2 separate regions of the Cricetulus griseus genome follow, and region 2 is linked to region 1. A link is a contact called in public Hi-C data. All regions are on one chromosome and are shown on one strand. Each heading gives the region's core, a stretch centred on a gene start, on an enhancer-like site or on the middle of the called end of the contact. The rest is flanking DNA. Distances are from core to core; before and after follow the strand shown. Region 1 overlaps Pde10a (cAMP and cAMP-inhibited cGMP 3',5'-cyclic phosphodiesterase 10A). Region 2 holds the start of Pde10a (cAMP and cAMP-inhibited cGMP 3',5'-cyclic phosphodiesterase 10A).

The links. Hi-C and Micro-C count contacts between places; a contact is called where the count stands out from the background.
Region 2: a Hi-C map of the CHO-K1 cell line shows a contact between it and region 1, with 6 times the contacts expected there. The contact joins the promoter of Pde10a here to the enhancer-like site in region 1. A contact is called at or near these places in 3 of 8 Hi-C or Micro-C datasets (the CHL-YN cell line, the CHO-K1 cell line and fibroblasts).

What each region holds. Positions count from the first base shown.
Region 1 is chr2:291,798,093-291,805,079 of CriGri-PICRH-1.0, reverse strand. All of the region lies in intron 1 of Pde10a (cAMP and cAMP-inhibited cGMP 3',5'-cyclic phosphodiesterase 10A), which reads left to right. Among named protein-coding and RNA genes, the nearest start is that of Pde10a, 74 kb to the left of the region's middle. Within about 2 kb of position 4,574, at least 2 of the 6 cell types and tissues checked have open chromatin away from gene starts, as enhancers often do. A contact at or near this core is called in the CHO-K1 cell line and fibroblasts, where this site is marked.
Region 2 is chr2:291,870,606-291,877,110 of CriGri-PICRH-1.0, reverse strand. Pde10a (cAMP and cAMP-inhibited cGMP 3',5'-cyclic phosphodiesterase 10A) reads left to right here and starts at 1,818. Exons shown (of 22, transcript XM_027401113.2): 1 at 1,818-2,494. The coding sequence starts at 2,428.

The sequences.
Region 1 (6,987 bases), core at 3,325-5,824:
TATCAAAGCAAGCACTGGAAAACGCTTTGTTAGGTGGTAAATGGGAAAAAAATGATGTGATGGGTTTTCTGGGTTGGAGGGAAGCACTCTTGTCAAAGGTGTCCTTGTGGGGTTCATGGAAATGAGCCTGTATTTGGAATCTGAGTAGAGAGTTTAAAGGCATGAGATACAGAGCTGGCAGTAATTGAGTGAGCAGGGCAGAGAGAGAGGGATCAAACCCAGAGGGAACTAACTGAGCTGAGAGAGAGAGACAGAGAGACAGAGAGAGGGGGGGGAGGGGAGGGGGGAGAAAGAGAGAAAGTGGGTAGAGGTTCAGAGAAATGTTGAAGTGGAAAACGAAGCATCTTTCTCAGGAAACAGAAGGTCATGTGTCAGCGGGTAATGATGTGTCTGAGCGCTCAGGAGCAGTGGGGCAGGGGTCAGGGTGAGGAGTTATCCGTGGGGAGCGGAGGAGTTGGCAGGGCTATGTTTCTCACACATAGATCGTGGAGGATTGGACTGGCTGGTTTGGGTTTACACCAGGCATCCTGTGGGGCTCCTAGAAGTGCCCCTGCCACATTTGCAGAGGCTTTCAAACCTAGGGAGGTAAAGTTCATTCAAATCACAGAGAAACAAGGTAAAAAGGTGGGGGTCGAATTACAGAGAGCGAAGACTCAATGGTGAGGAAAGGAAAAGCTAGGTAAGGACAGAATGTGTCTGGGTGCAATTTAACAGTTTTTGTTCTGATTGAACTTGTAAACGAGAAGGAATAATAGATAATGGGTCCAGTGTAATATTAGGAATCCCCGTGAGCTGTGTGAGCCGATTACAGTGTGGGTGTGAGGTCAGACACAGAGAGACGAGGCGGTTGTGACCCATAGTGTACAATATAACTGCATGGTTGTTCTCATTAGTTCAGTTATGGGAAGCACAGTGCAAGCTAACAAAAGTAATGTCAGCGTTACTCAAAGCGGTGAGTTTACTGAACTGTGGAGCTCATTGTCACTTAACAAGATGTTTTACTTTAAATACCTAAAGTTTGTTTTAGTGTTGTCCTGGCAGCAGAGGCCTGTGTAATCCTAGCAGCTAGAGAGGCTCAAGCTTGTGAGGTTCACAAGTTCAAGGCCTCCTGCCTGGGTTACGGACGAGTTCAGGGTTAGCCTGGAAAGCTGGAGGAGAACTTTACGTAAAATAAAAAGTGAAGAAAAGGAGGGGTGGTGGTGTAGGTATTGGGGGAAGGACGACTTGTTTAGCCCTGCTTTCCCCTCCCCAAATAAGATTGATTAAAAGTCATTTGTAAAACAAGGGGATTTAAAAATGTTTATTTACTATTTATTTATTCATTATTTATTTATTTAGACCCCTTTCAGAAACCGTTTCTTAGACTTCCTCATTGCTATTTTGGGTGATGTTGGCTGTGGGACCCAATGTGACCCGCCCCTTCCCCTTCCCCTGAATTTAGAGGTGTGGACACCCGCAGGTTTTCAAAAAGCAATCTGAATCCTGTTTTCACCCCAGAAGAGCCTTTTCAAGTGAAGCTAACGTAAGCTACATGTAGTTTCCTGATGATGTAGTTTTTTTTTGTTTTGTTTTGTTTTTTTTTCACTTTTACTTAAATGGAATTAACACAGGCCCTGATGAAGAAGTGGTTGTCAAAAGTAGCCAGGTCACTTCTCAGGCAAAAGCCCTCTTAAGACTGGCATCCAGGTTGAGGGTAGGGACTTGCACCACAATTAATGAAATACTCAGTCAGATTTAGACTTACTGAGCTGCTCCAGTGAATAGCTTTGGCTTGAGTCCTTGCACGCACACACCTTCCTTCCCCCAGGGCTCTAGCGCAGCAATTGTTGAAGGGCCAGACATCATCAGCCGATAAGATTAGAAGATTAGGAGCACGTGGTCCATTGCCATCAGCAGGGTCCCTCCTGGCCTGCTGACGCACACAGTCCTCCCCTGATGTCAAAGGGCTGATAAAGTAGCTGCCTGGCTCCAATCCTGAGTGTTGTGCCAGGGAAGAGGCTTTGTCTCAAAGGCAGCAACGGCTGCTGGGGTGCTTTCTTTTTTTTAATTTTTTTTTTGTATTGCTCTTGACTAGGCCAGAGTCCTGTCTGTTTAAGTGCTTCAGTATTGTTTATGAATGATTTGGCAGAAGCAGTGTTAGCAAAGGTATGTTTAACTCAGTACACAGTGTGTGTGTGTGTGTGTGTGTGTGTGTGTGTGTGTGTGTGTGTGTGTGTGTGTGTGTGTGTGAAGGGTGAGTCATCCGATGGATGTCGAGGGTGGTCTGTAAATTCTCATGAAAAGAAATTGTTACACCCTGGCATTTGCCCTCCCATTTTCTGAAATGGGTGACGGGGGAGGCATGAGCTGCTCCAGAACAGCCTCACTTCAGCTGTTTCTGACCCCGGACAGTATGCTCACCTCTGCATTCTTACTATGTTCACACAGAAAGATCCTTAAGACAGGCCTGCCACCACCTGGCGACCTGCTGGGTCTTCCACTGAATTGACAAGAGTTTTTCTAAAAAAAAAGAAAAAAAAGCCTCCACATGAAAATGATCTTCAGCCACACTGTCACGATAATAGTAATGTCTGAGCAGGATGCCATCATGTAATTGCCCGTTTGGCCATCTGAAGGCCTCATTTTGACAGCTGTGCACCTGTCACTTGACAGTTACCATGTTGGAAACTGGCATGCACAGTGCTCATTTAGGATGGAAAAAATACCTGGGAACCACTTAACACATTAGGTACTGACGTTGTCAGTTGCTCATTACCTCAGCTCAGCTGAGTGGCATTTGCCAAGTTCTTCCTTATCCTCAAAACATTAACTTGAAAACACTCACCAGTTGAATACAGCTGTCACTAAGAATTGCAGACTACAGTATAAAGCACACAAATCCACATACCCACTCAGGACCACAGAGAACAGTGAAATGTGTATTTTGAGAAGGAACACCCAGAAATTTGTTCTGAGAATGTAGAAATGTCATTGACTTGGCAAGAGCTACTTTTAAGGTGTGGCCTTTTATCAAGGCTACTTTCAAAAGCAACAGACTGGCATGTCTTTGTTAAATAAATACAGATTATTTTTTATACTGATTTTAGTAACTGCTGACATTGACCGACAAGTCTGTTAGTCAGTTTTCGCCTATGACACTTAATCCTTAAAAACAGTCCCATGAGACCTGGACAGATGGCTCAGTGCTTAATAGCACTGACTGCTCTTCCTAAGAAGCCAGGTTTGGTTACCAGCACCAACTTGTTGGCTCGAAGCCATTTGTAACTCCAGTTCCAAGGGACCCAGTGCCTTCTTCTGGCCTCAGTGGGCAGCAGGCATATATGTGAGGCACAGATATACATGCAGGCATACACTCATACCCATAAAATAAAGATAAAAATTTCAAATGTTGTGTAGTTGTTTCTGTTTACGTTTCCCAGAGGAGGAATTCGGGATACAGGAATGGTGGGTGACCCCAAGCATCCGGTCTTCACACTTAGAATTTTATGCATAGGAGTCGACTGAACTAGAGTTTCAGAGTTGGATGGGTGACAGAAGGAAACTTTGAGGTAGGCCGAAGAAGTGCCGTGAGTCTGTTTAGATCTCTCTTGACACACAGAGGTGAGCTTAATTCTCCTAGGTCTCGCTGCTGCTGTTGAGCCTGGCAGCAGCAGTGTGCACAGCTCAGGTTCTTGTAGTCCACTCATTACAGCTCCTGGTCACCAGGAGAGTTTGGCTCACTCACGGTCAAAGGACAGCATGTATCTCTTTATAGCGCAGGGTGGGGCATTTGACAGCAGCAGCAGACCACAGCAGGAGCAATCTGCAGAGGTTCAGCTCTGTTGGGAGCGGGAGGTTAGAAACCACAAATGGTGCTGGCACGGCTGTGTGTTACACGAAGAGTCACAGAGTACAGCCCCGTCTTTCCAAAAACGCAATGAGAAAGCTCACATCCTGTGTCAACAATTCTGGCCCTTCTGCGGTATCCCAGACAGATGTTGTGACTCTTAGGCATAGGACGGCTTTTCATGCCGACTCATGACTGGGTGGTCTGGTGATGGGCCTCGAGTTCCTAGGGTTCCTAACAGAACGTCATGGCACTTGCCCTGCCAATGTTTTTCATATGTGTTTGGTAAAGATCTGGCTTAGAAAATACCTCTCTATGTGTGTTTGGCTGGGTAGTCAAGTGGAAATTTGCAGATCAGGTTCCTGTAGGCTTAAAAGGCTTTTGTGCTAACATCTCCGTTCCCGGTGAAGTTGGCTTTGTGCTTGGTGGACCACCGTCACCGAATGTGCCTCAGCAGAGATGCAGCGAATGAGATTCTTGGAAGTAATGAGGTGCTCTTGCTTGGTCATTGTTTCATTCATTCATTCCACCCCGAGACACTGATGAATGGTGGCTGTGGCAGGGTAGAAGTTCCTCCTTGCTATGTTTGCATTGTGGGTTTGCGGACTTGCTTAGTCACTCAAGTACACTTGCAACCTGAGAATAAATCCTTGCTGCCGTGCCGTGGTCATTTACAGATAGGTCCGAGAAGAGTGTGTGATGATTGGCTGAGAAAGCGTGTCCCGGGAAAAGCCACTGCTTCTAATGGGGGCAGTGTTTCTGCCTGCTGATTCAGGATGTGGCTATGACTAACTGAGGATGCCTAGGCTCTGGAATAAGAACGTGAATGAGAAACCAGTTTCGGGTTTCAAAGGTTAGGCCAATGGGGACAGGCTCAGCTCAGTGGTTCTGTCGGCCCCTGTGAAACAACGTTCTCCCAGCAGGCCCTGAAGAGCCCTTTCTGTTGTGATACACGATAGCGACTACCTTTATTGGAGAACATTGGGCTGGGCAGGGTGTCGCACTCCCACAGTTCTAATGTTTGAGAGACCAAGGCGGCAGGCCCCTGGTTGAGGACAGTCTGAGCTACCTAGGGAATTCTCTTAATAAAGAAAGCAACAGCAAAATAATCATTTTTTTCTAAAATCCATTCGTTACTTTTGAGAACGTCATCCCATTAAAAGTGATGTAAGATAGCAGTGTGGCATTCGGGGCTCAGGGAAATGCTGTATTGGAACACGGGGCACTTGGCACTTGAGCTGTCCTGACTCCCTTTTGTTTGTTTGTTTCTGAGTGGCTGAAACAGTTTACAGGCAGGCAGGAATGCTGCAGCCTCATATTTGCATGACCAGAGTCAGGCCAGCTTGGTAGACCTCATGTCTGCATACTCACTTTCTAGTTGTTAAAAGATTATTCTGGAGGCTGAGCCACGGTTTACAGAGCAAATCGCCTCACAAGAGGACCAGAGTTCAGATCCCCAGCACCCAGAGGAATACCCTGCGGGCATAGCTGCCTACCCATTCTCCTAGACGCGGGGACGGGGAGATGAAGAACCACCTGCCTAGCCAGCTGAATTGTGCAAGTTCTGGGTTGAAGTGTGGGGCTTCTGGCCTCCACACACACACACACACACACACACACACACGTCCACAAGGCCACACTCACATACTCGTGTGCCTGCACACACAGGCAGACACGTGTGCACACTCGAACACCAGGGAACTAGTTTTTTTTTTTTTTTTTGTTTTGTTTTTTTTTAAGTTCATATTGTCTTTTTAAAAAATTTTAGGAATTAGCCTGGTTTTCAGAAAGAGGCAGATTAGCTAAATTGTATTTCTTGGAGATCCAGCCGTTGAGGTCCTAACACCCAGTACTCTGGCATGGAACTCTCTGGAGACAAGGCCTCTGAATAGATGATGAGGTGAGCATAAGGCCTGTGGGGAGGGAGAGGGGAGGTCTTCTATCTAGTCTGAGAGTATTCTAAAGGTGGCCATTGAAAGCTCATGACCCTTTTTGAGACACATCTCGCCATGGAGCCCGGCTGCCCTGGAACTAACTATACAAACCAGGCTGGCCTTGAACTCACAGAGCCCCATCTGCCTCTACCTCCAGAGTGCTGGGATCAAAGGCATGCACCACCACCACACCCTTCTCCTGGCTTCTCTTTGTGTGAAGCAAGTCATTTATGACTGAAATTTCAGTCAGCCTGAAAAGTCTCTCCTGCCTTACAGTTGTTCCCCGTCTCCAGAAAACAGAACTTCTGCCCCACCCCTTATTGTTTTCCTTTGACTCAAACAGCAAAAAGTGAGTGTGCTTTCACACAGGCTTTGCCTCCCAGTCCTTCAGAGTGTTAACCACAGGGCCCCCTGCCCTGACCTCAGCACCCACACAGAGAAGGGAAACCAGCAGGCGAGCACCTTTGCTTGTTGGAAACAAACCAATGTGGGGGTCCAGCCCGGGGAAGTCTACAGGAGTCTAAGGGGAGAGGAGGAGGCATCTCCCCTAACTGAAGGGGGGCATCATCACAAAGGTGTCAGAGAGGAGACTAGGGCTTCCAGAGTTGTTAGGGGACTTTGGGACGCAAAGGTCATTGTAGAGTGTCAGAGTGTTGCAAGCAGAGATGATGGTGCAGGATACATGCGAGGCCAGAGGCATGTCTGCCGGCAGGGTAGGAGGAGAGGAGCACACCAGATCAGGTGACAGTTGTGAGGCCTGGGAGGGTGTCTTGCTCCACCTCCTCAGAAGAAACTCCTTATCTGTGGCTTGGCATGCCACCATCCTGTTAGCTTGTGGTGCCAGCTAGAGGGCTTGATGAAGGGACCGCCCTTTTGTCTGCTTTGTGCACGTGTTTAAAGGTCTTTTAAATAAAACCCGCCATTTGCTGAATAAATTCCCTTTAGATGGCTTGCAGATTTGATCCTGTGTTTACAGTGAGCTTGTTGTCACATTCTTTTGTAATACAAGGAAACTTTTTTTTTTTTTTCCCTCACCATAGCACATAGTTGCTGTCAAGCAGTTCAGAAAGTTTGCAGCCTGGATTTGGCTGGCTGGGCCATCCACACGCCATTCTGTTTGGGAAGAGCTCAGTGTCTTTGGACTGAAGTATAAACCTGAAGGTGGTTCTCACCCAACACCACGTTGTGGCTAATCATGCTATGCAATTTTTGTTTTCGTTTTGTCTG
Region 2 (6,505 bases), core at 569-3,068, 75 kb before region 1:
CTCCCGAGAACTTTATGTGGAAGAGTACTTCCGAAGCACCCGGTCCCCGGAATGCCACCTGGGCAATTTGGTGCAACTGTGACTGTTTGTTTTCCACTCTTAGGGGTTTGGAGTCAGGAAGATATTTCACTGCAGAAGAATATGGAACTGACTGCAGACCAAAATCATTAAAGAGTCTGAAAAGAAAGAGAGAAAGAAAGAAAGGAAGGAAGGAAGGAAGGAAGGAAGGAAGGAAGAAAGAAAGAAAGAAAGAAAGAAAGAAAGAAAGAAAGAAAGAAAGAGAAAGAACGAAAGAAAATTCTGATGAGGAGAGGTCCCCTGGCAGGTTGCGAGCCACGAGTCCCAGCCCTGGGTCAGCTAGCTGCAGCTCATGCTTCTGTGCTGGGCTGTGGCGCTCGCCTGCTCTCTCCGGGGAAGATGACCCTGAGTATTCTACCAAGATGCATAGAGAACACTGCTGCACACTCAAACCGGGTGTGCAGAGATGGTCTCTGCAGGCGAGCGCCAAACACCAACACCCTCATTTGTGCTTTCTGGCTAGTTAACCGCGCCCCACTTCCGAAGTTCCTTGTTCAGAGATCCTAAATGGGCCACTTTTCTTCTGCAGAAGCGGCTGAACTGCAGTCTGCTGGAGTGTGTGTGTGTGTGTGGGGGGGGGGTGTAAGTAAGCTGCTGGCGACAGATGACAGATTTTAGAGCTATGAACTCTTAAAAGTTTCGTGTTTGAGCCCTGGATTGCTCTTTCTGTCTTTTAGCCCCCCTGGGACAAAGTGGGCTGACGAACACAAAGTTCGTTTAAAGGCGGGTATGAGAAAGGTAGTCCCAGGACGAACCCCCTTTTAAGACCCAAATGGGAACTCTGCCGTGATTTTAAACTCCTGCTAAGTGTCCGAATTTGAATTTCCCTGCAGGAGCTCTGGCTGAACCCTGCTCGGTAGATTGTGCTAGTCAGGTTACCCGCAGGCGGATGTGGCTCGCACACTGCTGGAACAGCTGCCAGGCTGTGGGGTTAGATTCTGGAACACCAGACCCAGATGTGCCACTGCCAGGCAGACTGGCCGGCCAGGGGCATACACCATGCGCACAGTGCCCGGGTGCTGGGGCCTGACGCGGCGGGGCCGTGTCCTAGCGGACGCGCAACGTGGGCGCGGGCGGTGGTGGCGCGGGGAGCGCCTGCTCCGCCAGTGGGCGTCTTCTGCCACCGCCACCGCCGCCGCCTCCACGGGCAGTGGCACTGCGGCGCTTTTCTCCACTGCTTTGGAGCAGTCGCCGCGGCTTAGGCTTCGGAGCGTGCACACACCACACCACGCCCGCGGGCAGCGTCTCCGCAGCCCCTAGCCCGGCAGGGAAGGACGAGGATTGTGCGCACCAGCCCGCACTGAGGCGCTGCAACTCCGGACTCGTCCCCAGCCCGGGGTTCTCTTGAATCCCAAAGGAAACACGATGTGAACCCCCAGCCGGAGAGGCACCCAAGACGCGAGAGGCGGACCGGACCGGAGCCTGAGCGCCTGGGAGGGCTGGTGCTGCGGGGGCGGAGCCCGCTGAGTCCGGGCCGCCGCGCCCTCTCGCCTGCCCCCTTGGAGGCTGGGGAGGAGGGCCATGGCCAGCCCGGGGGAGCGGCTCGCTCCCCGCCCCCAGGCTCTGCTGCCAGCGGCTGGGGATGAGCCCAGCAGCGGCCAAGTCCATCAGGAACTCCGGCGCGGCGAGGCCAGCGGGCGGAGTGCAGTGGGCCTGAGCCTGACCCGGGAGCCGCCTGGCTGCGGCCGGGAGGAGCTTGCGGCGCCCCCGCCCCTGTCCCGGTCCCTGTCTCCCGCAGGCCACGCCAGCCCCGCTGGGGGCCCCAGCGCCCTCTCCGTGCTCAGCGCCCGAGGCTGCGGCTGGGTGGCGGCCCGCGCTCCCTCTGCGCTCGCCTTCTCCTCCCCTATCCCCTCCTCCTCCTCCTTTTCATCTTCCTGGTACTTCTGGCCGCCGCCCCCCCTGCCCCCTCCCCCTCTTGTCCCCTCCTCATCTGCCTTCCACCTCCCCGTGCGTCTCCCGAGAAGGGAGGGCGCAGCGGCGGCTGGAGGAGGAGGCGGCGGCGATGCTGGCGGAGGAGGAGGAGGAGGACAAGAGGCAGCTCCCTTGAGCGTCCCCCCCGGCAGTAGTCACCGCAGCGGCGGTGGCAGCGGCGGGCGGCGGCGGCTCTTCCTCTCGCCTGCGATCCTAGGCTTGCTGCTCCCAGCCCGTGCCGGGCCCCGGCCACCGCCGCCGCCGCGGCTCTCCCTCCACCCGGGCGCGCGCCGCACAGACTCCCCGGGCTTTCCGGGCGCCGGCGGGGGCTGCCCTGGCCTCGGCCCCGGCTCTGCCGCCGGTGGCCGAACTCCGTGGCGGCCCCGAGGCGCCGCCTTCCCCCTCGCCACCGCTTGGCCGCTGCTCTTCGGCTCCGACATGGAAGATGGACCTTCTAACAATGCGAGTTGCTTCCGAAGGCTGACCGAGTGTTTCCTCAGCCCCAGTAAGTGGTCCGGCCCCACGTTCCCAGCGGCCCGGGCGGTTTCTCGCTTGGTGGGATCGAATTAGGGCCTTGGATCGTGGTGTGGGGAAGCAACTGTTGTTGTGGTGGGTGGCCGGCAAGGTGCGTGTGCACCCAGCAGAGACCGGCCAGTGGGCCCCAGAAAGCTGGTGGCACCTCCGGGACGTTCGGGACCGCCCGTCAGCGTAGGGACACCGGGCTTTCCCAAGCCCCGCGTGAGCGCAGAGGAAGGGTGACCCGGAGGGTGTTGGGAACCAGACATTTAGAAACTAACCTGTTTCCCTAGATCTGTCCCTGGCCATACTGACCTGGTCCATTATTTATACCATTAAGTTTGTCACCGATTATCCCATGATTCTCTCCAGCCTGTGACCACTAGACTGGAGTACTTCCACTGAGGGTCCCGGGGATCTAAACCATTGGATTCCTGAGGCTGCTGTGGGGGCAGGCTCGGGAACCTGAGGCTTCCAAATGTAAGGGAAGACTGTGCCCGCGTCTGCAGTGGCCGTGTTCTGGCGCATGGACGGGTGGTATAGAACTGGATTCACCCACCCTCGTGAAGAGGAGGCAGACCCCCCCAGCCCACCTCATGCAGATTCTTGGTAGCTGGTGATGTTTGGGTGGGTAAAGAAAGCAGAGGAACAATGGGGCATTAGTATGTGAGAGACACCTCTGGTTCGCTGGGACCCACGGGTTAGCATGACCATTCTGTCTCTCCACTCCTGGGCGCGGGGTTGAAAACCTGCTGGGGAAGGAGCAGCAGAAGGCGTGTCATGGGGAGGTGGGGAGGGGGGGCACAACAAGATTGATCAGAGAAGTCAAGGCACTGCTTCCCTGGAAGGAAGAAGGCAGGCAGGAGATGTTGAGGGAAGAAGCTGCTCCAGATGCGCAGAGGAAGGAGTCGCTGCTGTTGTGGATGGAGGGTGAGCAGGGTGAGGACCAGAATACTGGCTCGGGAGGGGGACCAGATGGGACCGGGTGGGAGAGTCTGTGCTCTGAGAGGGCACATCCATGGGAAATTGGAAGACTCTGGCATCCACTGGGCCCTGAGTGTAGATTTGGTGCCACAGTCCACCGCGTGCGCACCCGAGCCTTTGTCTGCATCTCGCTGGAAAGCCACGCTTTTGCCTTGCTTTTTTTCAGGCAGACTCTCCGCCAGGTTGCAAATTAGCTTTCTTGCTACTGCTTCCAAGTATCACTCAATCCTTGACCAGGGAGGAACTCGGCTCTGGGACATGGGATGATGCCTGGGTTGAGACCCTTCTCAGCACCAGAGCTGGTCTAGGTGCACGCCCAGGAGCTCTTAGGATACAGCCACCAGGAGGCTGATTATGTTCCCTCCAGGACTGGGTTGACGCCTGCAATCCTGCTTCCCGGCCCTGGGCCAGTTCATGGTGGCCACATGGCCCAATGACCACTCATACATCTGCAGGCAGTGTTCAGCAAATTGCTGCTTAGACTTGCTAGTTAACTGGATTGCCTTAAAGGGTGTGGACTCTGCTCCCAGCTGACCTGTAGTTCTGAGGCTTCTCTAGGGTGTCTGCCTCCGCAGCCCCATCCTGTGTTTTTGTGATTTCTAGGGCACTGTGCTTTGAGCATTTATGTATAAGCTTGTACTCTCCCCATTGGATTGTGGTCAGGAGAGACTAACTACACTTCCCAAAAGGGATGGCCCTATGGATTGGCCCTGGATTGGAGGGGTGGGAGAAGGTGGGACCCATAGACTCCCTTAGGTTTTTGGAATAAACCTAAGGTCTTGCCCTGGGTCTTCTTCCTGATGTACATTTCAATTTTTTTTTTTACTTTACAAAATAAATATCTTTTCTCTTTTGGCAACTGGAGTGCACATGTGTGTGTTTAGGCATGTTCAAGTAGGCCACTGTACTTGACAGTGCCAAGTGGTGTGTGAGGGGGATTTTGGCTAGAACACTTTTTTTTTTTTTTTTTTTTGAGGTTAGCGTTTGCCTTTGTGTGTATCTGAAGATGCTGTCTTTGTCTGGGGGTAGGGCTGGCATTGCCATAGAAATTATGGTTCTGAATTAAGATGAGCTGCTCCAGAGAGATCTGAATTATCTTGAGTATTATAGGGTACCCTATCTTGGTGTGGGGGGTTGTTTTTCCAGGGATCTACTCTGTACATGGTTCCAACCAGGATAGCCAACCCTGGTATGGCACTTTGCTCACTCACTCTTGTCCCCAAGAACAGGCTGGGTGTTCATAGAAGCATGAGGCTCCTGCCTGTGGCTTTGTATGGGATACTGCTAGGGTATTTGTAAATAGCCTGACTCAAAAGTAGAAGAGGAGGTTGATGTTCAAGGGAAAGCTGCTCTCTGCCCTTCTGTCCCCTGCACCACACACTTTTAGGGCTCCTGTTTCTGTCTGTGGCCAAAGAACAGGCCACCTGGGTCTTAGTTGCTGAAGTATCTGAAACTTGGCAGTTTTCTGGGGGGAAAAAAGGGCTTTTTGGAAAGAGCTTGTGTGTTCTCTGAGAATGTGAAAATACACAAAGGTATTCAGATGTGTCCCTGTGGAGTTTGTATCCGTTTTTTCTTTCACTTTGATCTCTTTGTCAGCCAAACAAACTGTCATGTACGGGCTGCTGAGCCCAGCTGCTACTTGGACAAGTACACATTGCAATTCTCTTGTCTGAAAGCAAACCCCCTGTGGAAGGTACAATAGCCCAGTTCTGTTCCTGTCTGTTTTGTTCTTCATTTTGGTTCATCTGATCGTGCACTAAGTAGACACTTGTCTGAACCCAACACCATGTGTCAGTCCCTCTCATTCAAGCATCTGGAAGCCACAGACCTGTCCTGGGCTAATAGGCCAGGGTGACAAGCAGCCTCCCAAGCAGGAGTTTGGCTCATTGTGGATGCTCAGTGCTCCAAGTGGTCTTCCTGTCTGATGCTATTGCTCTGTCTGAATCAGGCCATTCCTGATTTCACATCATTTCCTGTCCTCTGCTGACTTCTTGACCTCTGCTTCTCCTTTTACTGCTGGAAAAGCTGCTGGTTGAGTAGGAAAATCTTGTCCATGGTGAGATAACAGTTGTCCCAAAGGGTCCTTACAGTTCGTTTTGCATGGGTGTGTGGTGTGGTGGTGTCACACTGACAGGCCAAGAGGAATCGCAGTCAGCTTGCTGAAACAAATACAGGTTGCCTGTGCTACCTAATCAGTATTGTGGCTGCATGGTGGCATGGCTGGAGGCATTGCCTGGGAAGAGTGGGAGACACACCTGTGGAAAGGAATAAGAATCTGAAGCCACAAATACCTCCTGCCCACAAACGTCTCTGCATGCCATTTTGCCAGTTAGCTGCTATGAAGAACAGAGAGAACCCCATGCAAAGTGGAGAAGGGGGATGTATAAGGGAGCACAAGGGAGGCAAGGGAAATAAGACCAGAAAAGTTCGTCAGTGCGGAGCGCAAATGCCTTCCCACTGTAAATTACTATGTGTTTCTCAGATATTCCAAACAGCAAGTGTACATTTGCATGACTTGTGAGCCTGTCTCTTGCCACTCTTAAACTGTCTCCTGGGGTGTGAGGACTGTGTGGCGGACGCTAGGATATACTGAGATAAATATGATCCCTGTAAAGGCAAATGCACTCAGCACTCTAGACAACAGCAGACTTCACAGTTAGGGTGTTCTTATCAGCTCCATGAAGCTGATGCTGCAGAGGGAAACCAAGCTCAGGGCCCAGCACCACACTCTCGTGGGTCTAGATAAGCCAAGGTCCCATCTACAGATTGTCTACACATGGTTTACAGGGTAACCGTATGTAGGATATCCCCAAAGACATGGTATACAGACATGGGTGCCCCAGCAGGTAACCCGAATGGCAAGCTGTGAATTCCTGTCAGGCTGGGTGTGGGCAGTGAGCATCATCAGCTATCTGTGGAGGGCTGAGCTGGTTTTTGGCTGGGTCAGCAGTCCAAAGGGCAAAGCTATTTAAACTGGGTGTTGTTATGCTATTTAGATTATTAATATGTAACCCCA